Regions from separate parts of the Pan troglodytes genome. Here all the other regions are linked to region 2. The links are chromatin contacts, called in public Hi-C maps. All regions are on one chromosome and are shown on one strand. Each heading gives the region's core, a stretch centred on a gene start, on an enhancer-like site or on the middle of the called end of the contact. The rest is flanking DNA. Distances are from core to core; before and after follow the strand shown. Region 1 overlaps LOC107967978 (a long non-coding RNA gene). Region 2 holds the start of EFNB2 (ephrin B2). Region 3 has its middle 450 kb from the start of DAOA.

Region 1 (3,778 bases), core at 284-2,783, 920 kb before region 2:
TGTTGTGAGGAATTTGATTATCCATGAAGTGCAGGAAACTAACAGAAGTTGTAAGGAATCTAGACTTTATCATTGACTTTTTTTTTTTTTTTTTTTTTACTGCAATGGGAGAAAAAGCAATTTTCCCTCCCAACATGGAGACTGTGCTGGGAATATGAGCACAGAACTCTATCAAGCTCAGTTCAGTTCAGAATTTTACTTTAGCCAGCTCGCCTCCAACAATGTGGCTGGTAAGCACCTATGGAAAAACTACAGAGACCCTCTAAAGACATGAAGGAATTGATTTCAAGGCCATCGTCCAGGACTTTTGTCAGGTAGTTTTCTCCATCTAGTTGTTTCTGGTGCAAGAGTTTTGAGTCTGAGTTCCTGGGAGACAGAACCAGGGGTCGATGGCATCTCAGCATTTGAAAGGAGCTTAATGAGGTAGAATCTGGCACCCGACACCCTCTTCTCACACCTTAAATAGAAAAGCTCCCTCTTCATATTTTTATTTATATGTTAGGCTTCCAAGCAAAAAGGTGTTTCAGAAGAATGCTGCTCCATTACACACTCGGAACAGCTCCTGCATTTTCCCAGGAAGACTTTCTCTCTTCCAGATAGGGGAATCTTCTGCTACCACTTAAGTTCAAGGAACCCGAGTCAGAAACTGCATATAATTTCTTTTTTTTATTGTTGGTTTAATTGTCCAAATATATTCAAAGGAACAAATGGCATGGCTCACTTTCCATTATGTATACTTGTATTAGGCTGTTGCATTGCTACCAAGCAGTACCTAAGACTGAGTAGTTTATAAAGAAAAGAGGTTTCATTGGCTCACAGTTCTGCAGACTGTACAAGCATGGCACCAGCATCTGCTCAGCTTCTCGGGAAGCTTCAGGGAGCTTTTGCTCATGGCAGAAGGCGAAAGGGGAGCAGGCACGTCATGCAGCCAGAGCAGGAGCAAGAGAGAGTGGGGAAGGACAGCACCAAGCCATGAGGGATCCACCCCAATGACCCGAACACCTCTCAGCAGACTCCACCTCCAACACTGGGGATCACATCTCAACATGAGATTTGGAGGGAACAGCCAAATCATATCAATATTAATAATTAATTTTCACTTTATTACAGTTTTGATAGAATGCTATACAGAGATTTTCCTTTCATGTAAACGTACTTTATAGATTCTCCTTTCCTCTTAGCAAAACTGCAAATGGTTAAGAAACCATATTTAAAAAGTAGAAAATCCAGAATCGTTTTTATAAGCAAGACACCTGGAGGCTTAGAATTTAAAATTAAGAAAATAGTAGAAGCCAACAAACAAAAAAACAAAGAGGTACCATGTTCAAAAACTTCCCTATTGGAAGACCAGGACAAAGACAATAAAGATACATTTATGTTAAAATATTTGGCTTCAGATTAAATATGGAGTGAATATTCAGGGTGGTAGAAAATTCTGTTTTATCTGAACCCATTCTTTTATCCTTAGCCATTGCTTTCTATTGTTTAAAGACGACGTTATGCAGGATAGACTGACTGGGGAGACAGAGCAGACCCGGCATGAGAATTTCTTCCATGCAAGCCTGCATTCTTGTCATGTTTCTGTGGGTGCCTTTCAGAATACAGTGGAAACAAAAACAGCAAAGTGACTCACTCCATGATAAATGAATGTACCCAAAAACATGAACCTGTAATACCAGCCAGAATGACGGACTCAGGCTTGTCAAGAAAAACATGAAAGAAAATAGGAAAGGGTTTCTTACGATGCCAACTTAATCAAAAGCTTCAAACATGATAATAAAAGCATTTGATGAAAAAAAAAAAGACGATAGCTGTTTTCCTGACTGGAATGAGATAAAGTTTGGAGGAAATCTGGATTCTGCAATTAAAGGGTGTAGCCATTTAGTTATGTTTGTGCAGCAAAATCAGGTCTTTGTAGTGAATTATAATGCTGGTACTTACCTCTCTGTTTACATAGCACTTGTAAAATAAATAGAATTACTATTTTTAAGAATATATCAATTGAGCTCAACTAGAATTGGCTCCGGGGAATATGCAACCATTCATCTCTAAAGTTGCTTAGTTGCATGCACTCCTGGATTTAAAGGAACTATTCCTGTGTACATTGATCTCCTGCTGGGAGAGGAGAGAATCAGTTGAAGACAAAGGAATTTAGTGCACCTCGAGAGATACAACTGTAATGAAGGTAACTGATGAAGCATTTCTCGTCCTTGCTTCTTAATTTGAGGAATCGGTTTGAGCATGAATTGGGAGAAAAGCTAAATTAGAAGTTGAAGTCACTGTTTTCATGGTAGATTTTTGCAAGTCTGTTAGATAAACAGTGCTACCTTAAGGCACAGGTGTGGGAGAGAAGGGTTTTCCCTCTTCTGTATGGGATCAGGTATTACTTGCCGTATCTACTCATTGGCTTTGGGACCCTGGGAGCCAGTGGCACTTTTAACTAAAACAGGACTGTTCCTATGAAACCTCAAAGAAACAATGGAAGACAGAAAGTAAGAGCAGCCAATAGGAGACACTATCCAAGAAACTGCCAGCACAAATGGAAAATCTGCAGGGGCACTGGAGCCCCCTAGACACATTCTGGTTGGTCATGTAAATAGAATTCTATGGTTTTAACAAATGTCAGTACCTTTCTGTGTAGACGTTCTGTGATAGCTAATTTTATCTGTAGCACCCAGAAATGTGGTTAAACCTCAGACTAAGTGTTTCTGCGAAGGTATTTTTCAGATGAGATCCACATCGAAATCAGTAGACTCATTAAAGCAGGTTGTCCTTTATAATGTGTGTGACTTATCTAATCAGTTGAAAGCCTTAAGAGAAAAAGACTGAGGTTCCCTGAGGAAGAAGGAATTCTGCCTCCAGACTGCCTTTGGACTGGAGGTGCAGTGTTAAAACTTCCCTTGTCTTCAGACCTGCCTGCCTGTCCTGAATATTTCAGATTTGCCAGCCCCATGATCACATGACCCAGTTCCTTAAATTAAATGTCTCTCATTCATATGTGTGTGTGTGTGTGTGTACATATGTATACATACACATCCTATTGGTTCTTTTTCCTCTGAAAAACCTTGCCTAATAGAAGTACTATGCATCAGACTCCCGACACACTTCATCTCTAGCTTTTAACAGCCTGTCAAAATATCTATTATGTACCACAACTCTCTCTTTATGGACAAGTAAATTGATGTTCAGAGAAACTAAGCAACTTGACCAAGTCACTGGTCTAATAAATGCTGGAGTGGAATTCAAGCTGTAGGTTTTTCACTCCAGGATCTGTGCTTTCCCTATGTGCTACGTTTAACAAATATTTTACAGAACAAGTGTTTGTATCTCTGCAAAAGTCCCTAAAATGCGTATCTTTATTTTCACATAGGCTATAAATATCCTTTATTAGATTAGTCTGCGTAAATTATTGTTATTCATTCCAGAAATTTACCAAAAGATGCCAAAGTATTAAGCAAAAGCAAGTTAACAAGATAATCCAATAAGGAGATATTTTTCTTCTATATTAGCAACTGTATATGGGAAAATTCTGCTATGAGAATCTAATCAAAAGCTGCTAACAGACTGCAGAATGGGTACAATTACCTTCATAGTTTGTTAGTTAAAATTATATTTTGAACCTTTATAGAATGAAACGTCTATGGAAACAAGCAATATTCACAGAAAAAAATTAGCTTTTTAAACATATTATGTACTATCTCAAATTATCTGAATCTCTGTGAAAGTCTCTGATGTTAAAACTTTATTTAAATTCCATGAATTAAAATATATTATAATC
Region 2 (4,038 bases), core at 976-3,475:
GAGCAGACTACATGGAAGGAGGCAGAGCTAAGTAACTTCTCCGTATGAGCGGTGTTGAAAGTGCCTTCTAGCATCATACAAACATTTGTTTAAACCGATTTGTAACCGACGTTTTTGCCCTTTTCATGAAGGGATTCTTGGTTAACATGTTACTGAATTTGCAATTTGACACTTTTAAGAGAATGGACACACTCCTTTAATTAACACGTGATTTCTAAATCAATCCCCCATTTCTTTTCTCCTAAAACCAGGCCCAACTTGCTCAACTTCAATTAGGCCATTGATTTTGCTTCTGATCTCAAACGTTTTCTCCAGACACCAGCTAATGTCTGCATACTTCTTCTCCAAGTTTCCCGAGACTACAATTCCAAGATTCTGTAAAATATGTTTTGGCTGTGATTCGAAATAAGGGGATATACAGTACTGAATACCCAGATGACTACGACTTATGACCACACAGATTTAGGGATGGATGGGATTTTCTAAATTCTGAATGCACTCTGGTGGCCCAAACTGAAAGTTACTCTCCACAAGGCCTGGCTCGCTCCCGGCTGTAGAGTCCGGTAAGAGCAAATCTGATCCTAAGGATCCCATTCCTACCAGGGTCCCGCGGGAGAAGGCTTCAGGAGCAGTGTCGACTGGGCAGGGCCCTAAGCTTTTATAGGAAGTGCATTACAATCAGGTCGGCCATCGAGACCGCATACTCCGGGGCTACCGGCTTATGAACGAAGCGGGAGGCCGAGGTGCGGCGGGCCCTCAGGGAGAAGCCTAAGGCCCGTCTCCCCGGCGCGGAGGAAAGGGTTCGACGCCCGAGTTCTCCTGCGAAGCAGGCGAGCTCCCCGCGCACCCTCGGGCTGGCGGCGCGGTGCCAAGGCGCCCCGGCTCCAGGGCTCTGCGGGCAGCGTAGCGACTCCAGGCTCCCCTCTCCAGAACGCGCTTCGCTGCCAGCGTCCTGCCACCCCGGTCGCCCGCCCGCGGGCCCCGGACCACGCCGCCCGCGCTCCCCGCGAATGCAGCATCTCCGCCTCTCTCCAGAGCCCAGCAGTCCCCGCGTGCCGGCCAGCCTAGATTGTGGCCATGTCCTTCGTCCTCGAAAACAGGAGAGGGTCAGGTATCGCCATCGGACACCTTCCCGGACGTGACACCCGAGCCGATAGTAGCTTTTAGCGCCTGGGAGCGTTCGGGGGAGGAAAGGCGGGGAGACCGTCCGTTCCAGCGGCGCTCGGGTTGGAAAGCCGAGCAAGGAGTCTCCACCTAGTGAAATGGGGCGGGGGTTGGGGGTGGGGGACGGGGAACCGAGGTTCCAGAAACAGGCTCCGAGGCCCCGCGGATTGACCCCTCCTCCCGCCCGGACGGCGCGGCGGACCCCGGGGCGGGGACATACGGGGATCGCGGACGCCACTTACTTGGAGTTCGAGGAATTCCAATAGATAGGCTCTAAAACTATCGATTTGGAAATCGCAGTTCTGCATAAAACCATCAAAACTCCCCAGCAGTACTTCCACACGGAGTCCCTCCTCACAGCCATGGCGAAGCCACTCCCAGCTCCGCGCACTCTGGGCCAAGAAGGGACCGACGGGACGCAGGCTGGGACCCCCAATCCTCCGGGGCAGACTGGCGGGGAAGACGGCGTGCGCCCGCAGGCAGCTCCGAGGCGCGCTGCGCAGCTCCAGCGGTCGCCGGGCCAGGTGCGCTCGCCCTCCGGGGCCCTCAGGGCGCGGGGCCGGAGCGCACGCGCGGGGCGCGGCGGCGCGGCGGACTCGGGGTTCCGGGGCGCCGCGCCGGACGCAGCTCGGACGGCCGACTCCCGTGCGGCTCCAGGGTGCCGGGCCGGCCGCGGCTGGCGGGTGGGCGCGGGGCGGGTGCGGGCTGGGACACAAAGACCCGGAGCGGAGACGACCGGCGCGGGCGGCGGGCGCTGCGCCCCGAGCGGGGCCGCCTGTGACTATAGATCCAGTGCAGCGGGCAGCGGCCCGAGCGCGCGGGCGCCGCGTCGGCGCGGTTCCATGTCCCGGAGCACGGAGCGGAGTAGGGCGCCTCCGGGCGCGCAGGAGCCTTCTCAGTCCGCGCGGCTCCCGGCCCCCAGGGCAGGAAAGAGGGAGCTCGGTCCCCGCCGCGGGCTCCGGACGCGCGCGGGCCTTTGTGTGCGGGGAGGGCGCCGGGACCCGCTGCGTGCGCAGCTCCTCGCTCCGGCCGGCGCCGCGGTCCCCGCCGAGGAGAGTCAGCTCGGCCGGCGCGCTGTCAGAGCGCTATAAACGCGGGTCCCCGCCCCGCCGCGCGAAGCCCATTGGCCCGCGGCTCCGCGGCCGTGCGCTGGTTGGACGGCCGGTCCGTCCGTCCGCCATCCCCGCCCGACATTGGGTGCCGCGAGGCGGGGCTCGGGCTGACAGGTGAGCCCCGCCCCTGGCTCCCGCGGGCGGCGGGAGCGGAGCAGACGCCGGGCAGGAGAAGCGCTCAGCGCGTGCACAGGGCGCCCCCGGGGCGGCTAGAGGCCTTCTGGGCGCGGTGCAGACGTGGAAATAGCGACGGCCGAGTAGCGGGCCACCTGTCTCCGCGCCCGGGGGCGCCTTCCCCCTCGGCGGAATCAGAGGGCGCGGCTTTCCCTCGCGCAGTGCGGAAGGCAACAGGCTCCGCTCGGCGTCCCTTCTCCGCAGATGCGGCGCTGCCCCGCGTGCAAGACTTGCACTCCGCGCGCTCCCTTAGAGCTCCCGGCTTCTGCGCGCTTCTCCCGACGCCGCTCGGCGAGGGCTTCTCACTTGATTTTGGTACCAATCACCTACGGCTCAGTTTCAGTCAGTGGGGCCGGGAATTGCAAGACGATTCCCGCGACGTGGCGCCGGAATTTGCAGCTCTAATCAGGGCCTGAGCGTCGTCGCCTCCCGCCTTCTCTGCGGGCGTCTCCCTTCCCTCCTGGCCCCCCGGGAAGGTGGCGCCCCTGGAGCTTTCCCCGCGTGTCGCCGGCACAGGCACGACGCGGGGACCGTCTCACTAGCCTCTAGGAGACACGCGCGCTTCCCAAAGTGACCAGAGATTTAGAGGGTGTGAGATGGAAAAGTCAAGGCATGTGCTTCTCACTCGGCGTCTGCAAGACCCCAGAGCAGAGCTGGCAGGAACTCCTCGCTACTTTCCCGGTCGAGCGCCGGTGCTGACGCTCGTCCGTGACTTCCACGGAGCCACAGCGCCCACTAGCGGCCAGCTTTGCTTCTCCGCATCTCGAGCGCTCTGCGGTCCACCGACCCGGATCCAGCATACTGCAGCATCTAATCAAGTCACAGTTCCAAGGAAAATCTTTTTATATGCCCAACAGTAGGAAGAACACGGTAGAAATAAGGCACAGTGCAAATGTACGATTCAGTATGAAAAATTAAAATATACTGTATGCCCACGTTTTTTTTCAATTTAATGCCGTCCACCCCAGGATTTATGTTTCAAACACAAACTGGGCAGTAATTCTACAAATTATGTATTTTTAAAACAAAGTATCCACTACGCTAAATTTAAAACAGAAAATGCATATGGTAAAACACCTTGTTTTCTTTCACTCTTCTTTGTAACAATTTCTGAAGATTTTTATGGTACGTTGCCTTTAAGTATCCGTTTTTGAAACATTAGTCTAAGTTAACATATACATCTCAGTTGGAGTGGTAAAAGCTTGTGAAGACTAGTTTAAGATAGAAAACACATTAAGGCATACAAAGTACTGAATACACTTACTCTTCCAAACAGATCTTTGATAGCAGAAAAGTTTCATAATTTATTTTCATTTTAAATAAGCCTTCAAACTAAATATATATATACACACACATATATACGTATATATACACACATATACACATATTTATACGTATATACACATATGTACGTATATATATACACATATATACGCATATACACACACACACACACATATATATATATATATATATAATTTATTTTAAAAAGGCTCCACCACGGTATGACGATTTGAACAGCGGATTCCCAGGAAGCACCAACAACCCAGGAAGCAGCAGACACTATGACTCCTACCTTGACAAGGGT
Region 3 (3,935 bases), core at 1,048-3,547, 610 kb before region 2:
TTTTGTAGAAAGTCTATTATGTGCTGCCTACAGACTATTGGATGGGTTGCTGGTTAGATATTCTAACTTCAGGACCTTTTTGTGTGACCTCCAAATCTGCTCAGAGGCTGTTTATCAAGACTGGAAATATGCGTGCTAAATAGTTCCTCAAGGCCGCCGCCCAATAGGTAAACTCCAATACACACTTTACATTATTTAATAACTCACTATAGAAACAAGAAGACAAGTGGGATGGATGCAACCCATGAGCTTGTTAAGGTCGTTAGTGAATGGAATAATGGGTATTAAACATACATAGAAAAGAAGGGAAGGATCAAGAGACACCCAGTGTTCTCGAGACACTAAATAAACATAAGCCATCAGGCTGGGAAATATCCAAGTTACTCTAAATATGGACGAGCCATGATACAGCAAATATACAAGAAACATTCAGTCCTTTCTCAGGACACACTAAATATACACGAGCACTCGGTATGCCTGACTGGTGACACCCGCCGACTGGTGACACCCACTCCGGTCCCAGAGTCTTCCGCCCCAGCAATGCAATAAATCCCAGGGCTGTTCAGTTAGCTGGGGACAATCCACAGCCATCTTCCAGGCTTACTTATCCCTGTGTCTCTCCAGGAGACCAGATGAGTGCTATTAACCCGGGACATCTTGCTCAAACCTCAATTACTCCATCTGCAGGAAAGATGGATGTGGCGTTGAGAGAGAGCCTGTGCGTGTAGAAACACTGCACATCCTGGGATTCAGGAGTACGACTCCTCCACCCCATTTGCACCCTATCCTAACTGTTAACTTACCCCATCTACTCTCCCTTGGGTCTAGATGCAAACTGATTAATACACCGTGGTCTATGAAAAGTTTAAGTTGGTCTATGAGTTTTTCTGTTCAGTCACCTGTGGGATCACTTTCCTAGGATTGTACTTATAGTCTACCAACGCACAGAGCGAATCTCCCACACACGACTCTTCTAAAGCAGCTGCAGAGTTTGACCCTACGAACTAACCCTGACAATCAGACGCCATCTGACATCCCTGCTGTCCCCACCAATGTTGCTATGCTAATGCCACAGTGTCCTCTGATCCTGTTACTTAGATGACAGGAACTCTTAAGCCATACAGATATTGCTAAAATTAACACCTTCTATTAATTGAGGTCTGGTCTAAGCCCTTTTTATCTATCATTTCATTGAATTGTCATGGGAAACCAGTGAAGATAATGGTATAATTATCCTTCTCAGATGAGGAAGCTGATACATAAAGATAAAGTTGTCTTGATCAACAGCTAAGGTCACACAGCTAATAGGAGGTAGAGCTCAAACACAATCTGAGCATTGTGGCCCCAGAACCCTCGCTTTAACTCCCACGTTCAAGGCCGTCTGTGGCCTTTGTGCTTGGCCTGTGAATTGTACAGTCTCTTAATGCACGTGACCCTCTTGAGCCTGTCAATGAAGCTCACTTTTTGTTATCTCCCCCACACCTCAGTGTACTTTGGATTTGAGAAAGAGACTATTTTAAATGAGAGATTAGCAGGAAGCTAAGGGAACTGCATCTCAGGCTGGAATAAGGCTTTAAATTAAGAATAAACGCAAGATTCCAAGATTCTGAGTTGTGTCCAGTGGTTAAGCCCTGGACGAAGGTGAGGGCCGAGGCAGTGTTCCCCTCGAAGGCTGCTCTTTGCTCTACAGTTCTTCCCCACTGGGGAAGCTTAAGGGTAGTTGGAATGAAAAGAGACTTACACTGTCACATGCAAGAGATTTAGGAAGCTTCATAAGAAATTGTTAGGAGGTCTTCATTTCATCTCAATTAGATCCCATTCTGTTCTTTCTAATCCTGCTCCAGAAGGCTTTTCCTGTAACTTCACACATATGATCATGTTTAGTCCACATCCAATCCTGTAATGAGGCAATGACTCTATTTTATTTTATTTTTTCATTTTTATTGTTACTATTTTTTTTTTTCCATAGAGACAAGGCCTCACTATGTTGCCCAGGCTGATCTCGAACTCCTGGGCTCAGGTGATCCTCCCACCTTGGCCCCCCCACTGTGCTGGGATTACAGGTGTGAGCCATTGCACCTGGTCCCTGTGACTCTGCTTTAGAGATGAGAAAATGGAGGCTCAAAACTTGCAGTAATAGCCCCAGGTTACAATGCTGATAAATCATAAAAGTTGATTATGATACTGGCCTTGATGACAGCAGGATACGTTCTTTCCATTTTATCTCATCACTGGTGAGCCTACACTGATAAGAAATTCACAGTCATATTGTCACACTGCTCTTTCACCCGGTTCTATAAGGCACTCCCTGGCAATGAGTCATTCCTGCCTCAGCCCTTCTTCCGGAAGGAGGGGCTTGACCCGGCAGAGCAGCGGCTGATTTCCCGGGAGATCAGCAAGATGCAGATATGAGCAGGAGAAAGGACAGGAACTGGAAACCCGTAAACTGGGCAGAATTTAAATGCTCCTTTTCTCTGAGAACGGTCCATTTTTACACATTGCAGAAATTTTCTCTGCTCCCACCTCCAACCTCACTCACAGTCCTTGATGTTTTTTGGCTGCATCAGCATATCCAGCAGTCAGGTTTCATAATTATCTTGTTGGTCACATGTGGCCCACATTTTCAGACATTCCAGAAATACACCGTGTGGTCTGTGCATCCACACACCTAACAGATCACTCGGGCAGCGCCGACCTGCAGAGAGACTCACCTCCCGTGTCATCTACCATCTGCGCTTACCTTGTTGCAAGAGGCAAGAAAATTCAGATGACATGGATTTGTTCCTGATTAATAGAACCGTAACCATTAATGAGCACAACTAGCACTAATATGCTTTTAAAACAGGAGCAAATTAGGCCTCTATGTAGTTGTAATATGTTATCAGCTAATTGATCGTTGCTGTTTTTTGTGGATTGTTAAAAAACAATGTGGATAAAACATGGTGGGAGGGATTTTAAAAAACAATGCGGATAAGGAGACTATCTATGAAATAAACAAATGTTTAATTAAATTAAAATTGTACAATTCTTTTCACTTGTTAATTTTTTTAAGAAATCCTTTGAAAGAGTGCTTCTAATTAAAACCTAGATCAGTGGACCCTAAAGTACAGCAAAGGGACTTCAGGAGACTTTAAAGTGACTGCAGGAAGCCCAAGAATCCATATAGATTGAAAGTCGTAACCACCTTTGGCATATTTATTACCATTTTCACATTTAAAATTACTATTTTCAAATGCAGATTTTCACTGAACAAAATGGAAATTCATATGCAATTGATACTGAATTCCTAGTAACTTTTGTTCTTAATCATTTAATTGATTCTTTTCTAAAAGTACACTTTCTTTTTTAAGAAAAAATCTGAGAGAAAAGGTCATTACAAAGTTGTCCTCCCATTCTAGGGGTCTGGGAACCACTGATCTAATCAGGTTCTCTTTTTCTGGTATTGCACCCATTTGAGTCACGAAGAGTGAACTTTTGACACAAGCTGTCAAGATTTCCTCATAGACACGAGTGATCTATATCTGAGTCAGCCTGGGATTTCTTCGCTTCTTCCTTTGCCTTTGGTATTATTTGTGCAAATCAGCATTGTAAACCATTTTCCAGTGAGTTGTAATAGAAACCCAGGGCAAAAGGTCACTTCCGTTTTGGAGCCTCCCTGACTCTGCAGAGTTGCTCCCTCTGTCCTCTGCCCCAACACAATGCCTCATAATCCCCCTATTATACCCCTCAACTCAAAGCTCCTCTACCAGCTGCTTACATTATCTCCAAAAGAAAAGGGAAAGCTGAGATCCTGCTCCTTGGGAGAAGGTAGCTCTAGATCCAGAATCCTAAGTGTAAACATGTTACAGTAATTACAACATAGATGACATCTACCAAGCACTAAATGAACCATAGGTAATACTGATAATTGATAAAAGTTAATTCTCTTTACACCA

What was found. Hi-C and Micro-C count contacts between places; a contact is called where the count stands out from the background.
Region 1: a Hi-C map of stem cell-derived neural progenitor cells shows a contact between it and region 2, with 4 times the contacts expected there. The contact joins the enhancer-like site here to the promoter of EFNB2 in region 2. A contact is called at or near these places in 1 of 7 Hi-C or Micro-C datasets (stem cell-derived neural progenitor cells) and 1 of 1 datasets of contacts at active chromatin or transcription factors (stem cell-derived excitatory neurons).
Region 3: a contact with region 2 is called in a Hi-C map of stem cell-derived neural progenitor cells, with 4 times the contacts expected there. The contact joins the enhancer-like site here to the promoter of EFNB2 in region 2. A contact is called at or near these places in 1 of 7 Hi-C or Micro-C datasets (stem cell-derived neural progenitor cells) and 1 of 1 datasets of contacts at active chromatin or transcription factors (stem cell-derived excitatory neurons).

Annotation. Positions count from the first base shown.
Region 1 is chr14:111,216,153-111,219,930 of NHGRI_mPanTro3-v2.0_pri, forward strand. All of the region lies in intron 8 of LOC107967978 (a long non-coding RNA gene), which reads right to left. Among named protein-coding and RNA genes, the nearest start is that of DAOA, 140 kb to the left of the region's middle. Within about 2 kb of position 1,534, at least 4 of the 24 cell types and tissues checked have an H3K27ac peak or open chromatin away from gene starts, as enhancers often do. A contact at or near this core is called in stem cell-derived neural progenitor cells, where this site is marked.
Region 2 is chr14:112,137,689-112,141,726 of NHGRI_mPanTro3-v2.0_pri, forward strand. EFNB2 (ephrin B2) reads right to left here and starts at 2,226. Exons shown (of 5, transcript XM_001134800.8): 1 at 1,407-2,226. The coding sequence starts at 1,528.
Region 3 is chr14:111,523,579-111,527,513 of NHGRI_mPanTro3-v2.0_pri, forward strand. No RefSeq gene overlaps it. Among named protein-coding and RNA genes, the nearest start is that of DAOA, 450 kb to the left of the region's middle. Within about 2 kb of position 2,298, at least 5 of the 24 cell types and tissues checked have an H3K27ac peak or open chromatin away from gene starts, as enhancers often do. A contact at or near this core is called in stem cell-derived excitatory neurons and stem cell-derived neural progenitor cells, where this site is marked.